Linked DNA regions of Lactuca sativa: region 1 is linked to region 2. A link is a contact called in public Hi-C data. All regions are on one chromosome and are shown on one strand. The core of a region is the stretch at or near the end of the contact, and the rest is flanking DNA. Distances in the headings are between cores, read along the strand shown.

Evidence for each region. Hi-C and Micro-C count contacts between places; a contact is called where the count stands out from the background.
Region 1: a contact with region 2 is called in a Hi-C map of leaf, with 3 times the contacts expected there. The contact joins the promoter of LOC111910226 here to the promoter of LOC111910223 in region 2. A contact is called at or near these places in 3 of 4 Hi-C or Micro-C datasets (leaf and seed).

The regions. Positions count from the first base shown.
Region 1 is chr5:284,721,040-284,725,913 of Lsat_Salinas_v11, reverse strand. It overlaps LOC111910226 (protein ANTI-SILENCING 1), which reads left to right and starts at 1,341. Exons shown (of 13, transcript XM_052771707.1): 1 at 1,341-1,681; 2 at 2,188-2,273; 3 at 2,369-2,733; 4 at 2,819-2,987; 5 at 3,091-3,201; 6 at 3,309-3,436; 7 at 3,550-3,576; 8 at 3,719-3,811; 9 at 3,908-3,986; 10 at 4,065-4,155; 11 at 4,270-4,375; 12 at 4,489-4,605. The coding sequence starts at 2,371. It overlaps LOC111910228 (probable histone H2A variant 3), which reads right to left. Exons shown (of 2, transcript XM_023906017.2): 2 at 4,846-4,874.
Region 2 is chr5:284,515,651-284,520,801 of Lsat_Salinas_v11, reverse strand. LOC111910223 (cytochrome c oxidase subunit 5b-1, mitochondrial) reads left to right here and starts at 2,904. Exons shown (of 6, transcript XM_023906014.3): 1 at 2,904-3,150; 2 at 3,308-3,387; 3 at 3,473-3,523; 4 at 4,039-4,105; 5 at 4,196-4,275; 6 at 4,375-4,732. The coding sequence starts at 3,021. The coding sequence ends at 4,440.

The DNA.
Region 1 (4,874 bases), core at 92-2,591, 210 kb before region 2:
GGACCATTCGTGTAATTTACTCTAAAGAAGAGTAAATTACACGAATAGTCCCTATGGTTTAGGGTAATTTGCGCGTTTGGTTCCTAACTTATTGTTTTTTTAACTCGGAAGGTCCCTACTGTTTGTTTTTGTTACATGTTTGATCCATGTCTGACCTTAAAAGACTATTTTTCTCTTGATTTTTTGCTTTATTTAAATAAACACACCCTCAATCCCGCCCTCCTCACCTTACCTTACCCACCTCACCATTTAGATGATACAAATTAATTCCTCGTTGAGAAATCCATATAGAACACAGCCTGCAAGTAGTTGCACCATTAATGGAGATTACAATCGATCAATTTTCTTTTTGATTCTAAAAAGGGTAAAACGTCCAAGATTTTTTAATTATATGAATTTTTCCAGATTCATTCATGTGTTTTTAGTTGGGATCAAAGTGTTATACACCTTCTTTTCCACTTTTTCCCCTTTGTATGTTGATGCTTTAAGACAGATACAAGCGGAATCAACTAAGAATTGTCTAATTTTCTTGAGTTTGATACATGTGACATTAAGAAATGAAGATGGTTATGTAGCAAATCACCTAAGAATATGGTTTCGTGTATCTAGTTTTCCACTTTCTCATTCTCCCCGTTCTAATTTTTGTCATGTGTTTGTACTTTAAATCACATAAGATGTTATGTGTATGTGGTGTTTTAATTCAATTTGATTGATTAGAGAAGCAGGTTGAAGGTTGAAGATTACCGGAGGAAGTTTTTAGAGAAGTAGAACGAGGGTTAATCGGAAGAGCAACACTAGAGTATAGGGTGATGGGAAGAAGAAATAGGGAGAGGAGTGTGACCTTAAATAATAATAAAATTAAAAATAAAATAATAAAAATAAATAAGTAAGGTTATATTAGTCATTTTACGGGCGTGTTCGGCACGCAACTTTTGGAAGCTTTTGGCTTTTAAGAAAAAGCTAGTAAAAAAGAAAAAACCTCGTTTGGCAACGGGAGCGTGTAGCTTTTAGCATTTTACCCTAAACAAAAAACTCCAAAATCAAAAGCTACATGAAGTAGCTTTCAACAAAACGCTCCAAAATCAAAGCTACCCGCTACTCGCTACCGACTAGTTTTTGCCGAACACGCCCTACATGTTTTTATCAAACTATTTCTAACTAGTTTTTGCCGAACACGCCCTACAAGGATACGACTTATAACCTTTTCAAAAGTTGGATCAAAACTGAAATTTTGAGCAAACCATAGGGACCATTTCTGTAATTTACTATTCAGATAAAATATTAAGAATTTAATAACAATTATTTATTTAAGACGTAAAAGTAATTTGGATTTTATGGCGCGTCAAAGATTTTCATTTTACTAAAATCCCTTCTACATGACAGGCTGACAGCACCATCCTTTCACCCTGGGAAGACAATGCATGGTCACGCAATTTTGTGAAAGAGTGTACGGCGGCGATTCTGTTCGATTCCATAGCCTCGTAGCTTTGGTTCTCATCCCTCCCTGGCGCATATTAGCAGTCATTTGTCTTTTACTGTTTCCGCCATAGCCCCGTAGCCTTTGCTCCTTCCCCCCTCAAAGTTATCCGATAACCATTTTACTTTTTGCTGTTTCCGCCATAGCAATATCACTGTGTCTGTGTTAATGATCAACATTTTCCGAACGGCGAGTTCGAAACTGGTAAGGTTATTTTTTTTTTGACGCATTTTTGTATGATCAAGCACCTACCATCTGTTTTCTCTCACTAGATTTTAATTTTCGGAACGCCGAGCTCGAACTAGCAAGGTTATTGATCAGTCTATTTCTTATGCGTTTGTTTGTGATTACGCATAACTGTTTCCTCACACTAGATTTTAATTTTTTTAATCCGTCGATACAGATATCTAGGGTATATAGTAGGGTATTTGTTCTTGTTATGTTCCTTGTGGTTTCTCTCGCGAACCTGTTGTGAATGTGATTTAAGTTTTTCTCCCGATGCAGCATTGTTTATGCTCACGCGTTTGTTATCTGTTTATTTTCTCACTGTAGATTTTGAATTTAATTCAGTGCCCTAGGGTTTCTAGTAGTGGTTTTCATCGTTGTATCATATCAGTGCTGGTTTTTATCTTCTGTGTGATTTTTCTCCCGTTTTGCTTGATTAATCGTCATTTTTCATATCCAATTAACTACGCAGCGTTTTTTTGTAGATAATGAAAGAAGCAGTTGATGATGCTAGTAAATCAGGTCGTTCGTGATTGAATTCTCATTTCAGGACTTTCTTCAATCCGAGCAGGTTGTTGACTTGTTGTTGGTTCTCTTTGGTGTTTTGCTTCTGGATATTACAGTTTCCAGATATGTAATATACTTCCATTAATTTGTAATCTACAGATATGTCAGATCATATTAAAGGAAAGGCAAATGCATCTTCTGAGAATATCGAGTTCAAATGGGGGCGAAAGGAGCAAAATGATGGAAAGAAGCATGATAGGCAATATTATAGATCATTTACCTACGATGGTGTAGACTACTTTCTTTATGATTCTGTATACATATGGTGTGAAGGTCAACCAGAGCCCTATATTGGTAAACTTACTGAGATATATGAGACAAAACATCTTGAGAAGAAAGTGAAAGTTGTCTGGTATTTTCATCCCACACACGTTCAAAAGTATTTAAGAGGCACTCAAACACTCAACAATGAATTATTCTTGGCTTCAGGTGTAGGTCAAGGTCTCTTTAATGTCAACCCCCTGGTAATCAAACATCATTTTTAAACTCTTCCAAATATGCCCTTTTGGCCTTTTTTCATCTTACTAATTTACAACTATCTCTTTCTAGGAAACAATAGCAGGGAAATGTGATGTTGTATGCACATCAAAGGACAAGAGGAACCCTCAAGCATCTATTGAAGAAGTGGAAATGTGTGATTATGTATTTTACAAGACATTTGATGTTGAAAAATTAATATTATCAGAAAGATTTCCCGATAAGATAGCTGGAGTTGAAGGTTTGTGTGAATTGTGATAACTTATACTTTCTAAACATGTTCATGTGATATAACTTAGTACTTTCTAAATGTCCTGAATCTTTTTGTTCCAATATGGATTCAGTTGGATTCTTCTTTAATCAGAGAAAACATTTGGAAATTGGCACTCCTCCAAAATCCAATTGGAACTCCAAAGTTGCAGGGAAATCAAATTCATCTTCCAAGTTTGAAACAGGTCACTGTTCTACTGCAGTAGAAGATGAATCTGGTAATATTAAACAAAAGTTTGTTTTTTAGTAAAATAATCTTTTTAAATCACTTTTACTTGACCTATTTTTACAGATTTTAGGGTTCCTCCTGCAAATATTGGTAGACTAACAATTTCATCGACTAGTGAATACCACTTGAACAAAAGGAAGCTTCAAGACTCTAAAGTTGAACCTGAGAAACCCACAAAAAGACCAAAATTGGTAAATCATTAAATGTATAAATGGTCTTATTTTCTACGTTGCCATATGAATCAGTCTTATTTTGAATTCATTAAATTTGAAGACTTAGATACTACGTATCCATGTGCATGCAGGATTCAAGCAATTGGTTCAAGGAACAAGTGAGTTATCTACAGTTTTTTATAAGATTTATCAAACACCATGGATTTTTTTTGCAAGATGAAGTGATATAAACTAGAAAATGCTACAAAAAGACACATAAATTTAAAGTGAATAAGTTAATATTTCCTTTCTTTTGAGCAGCCATGGGAGGAAAGGATGCAGATAGCCAATGAAACAGGCTCCCTTGTATTACTAGAGAATCTGGATCCATCCCTTACATCATTAGAAGTAGAGGCATGTTAATATTTTAAAACTATACTCTGTTCATACTCATATGGTAATTTAATAATTTATCATTCCCAAATTTTCCACTTTTTTTTTTTTAATCAGGATATAGTTTTGGATGCTTTTCATAAAAAGGCTAGTGCAAAGATGATACAGTGTAATGCGTATTCCAGCCCATACAATGGTATATAATATAACCATTTGATACATGCAAGACAATATTTGTGCTTTGTTAATTGTTTTATGTATGTTTTTGTATTAGGACAAGCTCTTGTGATATTTAACTCAAAAGATGAAGCAGACTTTGCTATTTCTGAGTTAAAAACCAGATGTCTAATGCTTGGAGATCTAAGGTAGACTTTGCTCGTTGTATTTTTTTTTTTTTTTTTTTTTTTTTTTTGCATCATGTTGATTTAATTATATTACATTTTCAATTTTGGTAACAAGTTTTGGGTTCACAATTTCAGACCTATTGTTGGTAGTAGACCTTCATTGAAGGAAACCAGTAAAAAATCAAGGTACTTTGGTCATTTAACAATCAAAACCATGAAACAAATGCGGTCTATGGATTTGGTAATTTTAAGCTTCTTTTACTTTACACTATTATCCGAGAGCTTTTTGCTAAAGATTTCTAGTATCTTTCTAGATAAATCTAGAATCAACAGCCTTCCTTTTTTTGTGTGTAGAGAAATGTAGTTTCCACATCCCACTTTTCACAGCCAAATACCATCGAATTTGAGATGGCACTCGAGTGGTGCACACTGCAAATGAGGTTGAAATTCTGTTGGGATGCATTATACAAGGTAACAATCATATTTCATTCTCTATTCTCTATACATTCAAACACTAATAAATAGTAAATTTTCTTTTATATATATATATATATATATATATATATATATATATATATATATATATATATATATATATATATATATATATATATATATACCCTTCTATCCTTCCAGCATCAAGGAAAAGAAATTGCAGACCTTAAAACACAACTTTCCAACCACAAGGACTAAATATGTAAAAATTCCAAATCACCACAAACACAAGAGATAGATAGATA
Region 2 (5,151 bases), core at 1,655-4,154:
ATGCAGCACGAATCCTCGATTTGAGATCGATTGATTTTTAGCCGAAACAATCTAAATGAGAATCGAAGATCTCATCGATAGTATTGAAACAATAAAAAGATATGCGAAAACGGACGTCGGATGAAGAAGTTATGATTTTCTAACGGAGTTTTCCTGTCCCGGCCTATTAAAAATAATATATTAATAATATATTAAAATTAAAGTCAAAATTAGCCAATGGAGTCTAAACGAGAGTTGTAGAGCATAATCTCACCTACGCGTGGATATAAAGGACGTCAAAAACGAAGCTCATATGCGAAAGTTATGAATTTCTGAAGTTCGGGGTGTGAAACCCAAGGTGGTGTCAGAGCTCACGAGGTGAGAATTGCAAAACTCACGAGGTGAGTAGTTGACGAACGTATTCTGGGGCAAGTGGCCATGACGAACGCAATAACATATCGAGCTCACGAGGTGAGAATTGCAAAACTCATGAGGTGAGAATTAAAAACTCACGAGGTGAGCCTGAAATTTTTGCCCTATAAATAGAATTCAAGGGGCAACCGATTTTGGTTGCTCCGTCTCTTCTCTCCCACTCCTGACACTCTCTCTAAGCCTTATTTTAACCCCCCGAAGCCCCGGTATCATTCCCGAGACCCGAAGCAAGTCCCGAAGCCCTGAAGATCCCGAGAAGTGAGAATCTCGAGCCGAAGCTCTGCCCGCGAGAAGCCCGGTTTTTGTGAATATCTTCCAGATCTACCGAAGGATACTACTTCTACAAGTCGTAGTGCTGTCCGATCATCTTCTGATCAAGTGAGTGTGTGGTTACTTTCTCCTAATACATAAATACGAAGTATTTACTATGAAATACGTGGTATGTATTTATATATTTGTGTTGATTTGAAGGGGGTACATAATCTCTTTCAAATGCACGATCTTATACAAGTATCGATTTAACGTACTAAGTATATGTGTTATGTGAGTGTATCTATGTTATCTTCTAATCTCATAAATATGATTTATTCTCTATGAAATATGTGTTATGTTTATGTGCCTCATCTTTTATCTGGAATGTGTTTTGAATGAACATACTATACAGGTTTTAAACTATGTATGAAAATGTATATTTTATCTACTAAAATGTTGGGTAGAACATGGGTAGATAGTTGTCTTGTGATAAAAAGATGAGAGGCCTCAATGTTTTTGATTTAGTCATCTAGCGGAGTTTAGATGACGACCATAGACTTTTCTAGACAGTCTTGTGGAACGCTAGCAGGCTCGCCACCTGTAGGTGTTAATGAACTTGGGTGTTCATTCGCTGTACTCCTTCCCCCTCATGGTTGTCTTATTTGACTTATATTGTTGAGGAACCCCCGAAGCATGTGTTGTCGCCCTGATGAAATATTCTTAGACTAGGTCCCTTATGTTATTTGTCTTAGGGTTGTAAAGTGAGAATAACAGGAATGAGTAATTGGGTTATTGTTGGTTGGAGGAATTAAATATAATTATTTATTTTGGGGTGAAAACCCTATATGCTCACCAGGCTCCCAAGCCTGACCCACTCAATTTCTTTGTATTACAGGTAGTGACGCCAGAGCATAAGTTGGATGACTTGTCAAGTTATTTTTTTGATTATAGACCTGTTGTTGTAAATAACTGTTGTAAGGTCCGTATTGAAATGTTTATGCTTTTGGTTTGTTTATCGGAACATGACATCCCGAGTATTGTAATATAATGAAAAATACATTTCTTTAAGAAATGCTTTGGTAAATCTTATTTTATCATATTTTGTTTTGGAAACAAATGCCGCAACTCTTTTAATCAAATGATTACTCCGAAATCATTTTAAAAGCATAAATTAAACGGGTCTTTTCTGGCCGTGATTTTGGGGATGTCACACCGGACCAAAGATAAATCTTAGAACCGAGAACTGGACCGGGGTGTCCAAAAAAAGGTCCGGTCCGATTCACCGGTCTGGTCCGGTCCACCGGTCCAAATACTCACGTGTCCCAACTTAAAAAACAAAACAAATACCAAATATTAAAAAACGTTATAACCATATAATATTTTATTGTTTTTTAATTAAATATAAATGTAAATTAATGTTTTTCTTGAAATCTAACATAATTAAAAAAAATGTAAATTTTATACGGGGACTTCATATAACATATAAGAAAAATCAAAATAATTTTAATAAATTAAAGAAAAAGCATTTAAAAGAATTATTTGAAATAGTTTATGACAATAAGTTTTTGTAAAATAAAAGTTAATGGAAATATGATATAACAAAAATAATAAACGTTTAAGAAGTTAATCATTGAAAATGTCTGAGGGATTAAACTTACATATGTATGACATAAGTACACAATGAAACATTGAAAAATTCTATTTAAAGAACAATGTTTTTAGTTAGATCATAATTTTATTTTATATACCTTTTGTTTATTATCTATAAATTTGTAAACGAGGTACTATTATTTTACATATTTATGTTATTGTTTCATATTATATTTTAGTCTTGACATACTACAGAAATAACTCATGTTATAATTTTTATTATATTATTTAAGTGATTTCTAATTTAATATTTTTTAAAGTAGTTTTACATAATCTAAACTTTTTAAAAAAGACATGAATAAAACCGGGCGTAGGCTAATCAGGACTAGTAATTGGGCCCTTCACATATATTTATGTTAATACTCAATTGGGTTCTTTTCAGACAAATAGGCTGATTTTAATTTTATAAGAGAAGGCCCAATTAGGTTGGAAAATACAAAAAAGTTGACTTCGCTAAATTAGAGGGATATGTACAAGTATGTATGCATGTAGGACAACTGATTTTAAGGAAGCAGCTAGCTCCCTGCACCCTCATGTAGAGGATCATCCCACACTCCTCGCATAAAGGTATTCTTTCACACCCAATTTTATATTTCATTTTCACCCTCTACGAAAAATTTCCTCCTACAAAGTGTTGAAAAAGAAAAGTTCCCGTCGCCCATTCAGATCAACAGCCGAAAACCTAGGGTTCCGGTGAAGGTGAAACCATGTGGAGACGAGCCTCTGCTAAGATCTTAGCACTCCGATCTGTTGCCAGGCCTAATCGTATCGTTACCTCTTCACTATCGCCGGCGACTCTTCGGCCATCCGCCACTGTTGTCGCTCGTCACTATTCAGGTTTTTTTTTTTTTTTTTTTTTTTTTTTTTTTTTTTTTGCTTCTATCGTCTTCGTTTAGATCTGAATTTAATTCTTGTTTAAGACCTCTGTGTATTGGTTGTGGATGCGATTGTTTCGAGATTTGTGGTTTTGATGTGCGTTGATTGTTAATTGTAGGAAGCGTTTCTAAGAAAGTCGAAGATGTGATGCCTATTGCGACTGGTCACGAGCGTGAGGAGCTTGAAGCCGAGCTTGAGGTCAGTTTTCTGTGCTCGATTTGTAGAGCTTTTTGTTAAATTTCAGTCATTGAGATTAATCTGGATTGTTATTTTGTGTGATTAGGGACGGGATATTCTTGATATCAATTTTCCTGAAGGTCCATTCGGTACCAAGGTAAAGTACATCAATAATTTATTTCAAATGATATTTTTCTTTTATCAAAAGAGGCGAAATTGTTTTCATTGGATACAGTTAGTCCTAACCTTAGCTATTGGCTATTTTTTTTTTGAATTGGTCTAAGCATCAAAACAATGTCAACACCTTGTGCTGAACTATAGCTTTCTGTTACCTATCCCTAATATCATCAATATATAATGTCAGTATCCATAAAGATTTCTGTTTATTCTATGGATACTGGATACCGCTTTGAATGCCAGGTATCTAAGAAGTAATTTTAGCACTTTGCAACATATACATGAAAATTAGTTTACGATTTAGCTGTTTTGGCCTTTAGGGATACTCTCCTTTAATAAACCTGCTATGAATTGTATTCTTGCTCTACCATATCTTTCCTAACTCTAACATATCACAATTCATAACCCTAACATGTATAAATCTATCATGAAAGCCCTATATCAGAAGTGTTGGTGAAGCTGTGATCTCATGTTTAGTTTTGTGTTTGGCTGTAGGAAGCTCCTGCTATTGTGAAATCTTACTATGACCAAAGAATTGTTGGTTGCCCTGGTGCAGAAGGGGGTGAGTCTTATTTTTCTGTAATTTTGGAGACTTTAGTAGTATCATATAAATATATATAATATCTCATTTTATGTAATTTTTTTGATAAAGAGGATGAGCATGATGTTGTTTGGTTTTGGCTAAAGAAAGGAGAAACACATGAATGCCCAGTCTGCTCACAATATTTCAAGGTGAGTGCAAATTATTTGTTTATAAACACATTGTGACATTTGATTAAATTGTTGCATATTTAATTAATTATTTATACATTATAAATGTTTTTTTTGCAGTTGGAAGTAGTGGGCCCAGGAGGACTTCCAGATGGACTAGACGAGGATGAACATCATCATCACTGATTGAAATTTCCAACTTTAAAAAAAAAATGCCGGAATAAAAATCTGGTGAGATTACTACTGCAGCATCAGGATTTAACAGGTCCTGTCTTTTCTTTTGTTTTGTTATGTTATGTTTGTTTCATATTAATTTACTTTTAAACGTGTTGGTTTTTGGTCGAGAATCAGAGCATGCATACAATTTGATTTTTCTTTGTGGATTTTGGGGCATGCTTTCTTCATTTGAATTGTGAATGCCATTGCTTGAATGCATTGAAATAATTAATGGCTTAAAGCTTAGGCTCTTAGAGATTCATCCATTTGTTTTTGGAGTATATATCTAATCTTTGGCAACCATTTCAACTTGAAAATTAGACTGGTTGAAAGAACTTATTTGTTAGTTTTCGCATCGTGTCATGTCTTAAATGACCTTTTACTTGAACCTTTGTGTGAAGTTTGTATTGGGTTAACGGGTTTAGACTTTGTATCCTTTTACTTTAAGATATTTTTAAAACAGTTTTCAAAGATAGAAAATCACATAATATATATATATTTTTTTATCGATAAGGGACTCTTATAATTTAAGAAGTTATTGTTATGCCCAAATTTTGGGGGAAACTTATTCTTGCCTTTAATACAAGTGAATAAAAGAAAAACTTATATCAAAACTTTTATTTCATTATAACCTAAACCAGAGGTTTTACATAAGCTGAAGATGGTATAAAAACAAAACAT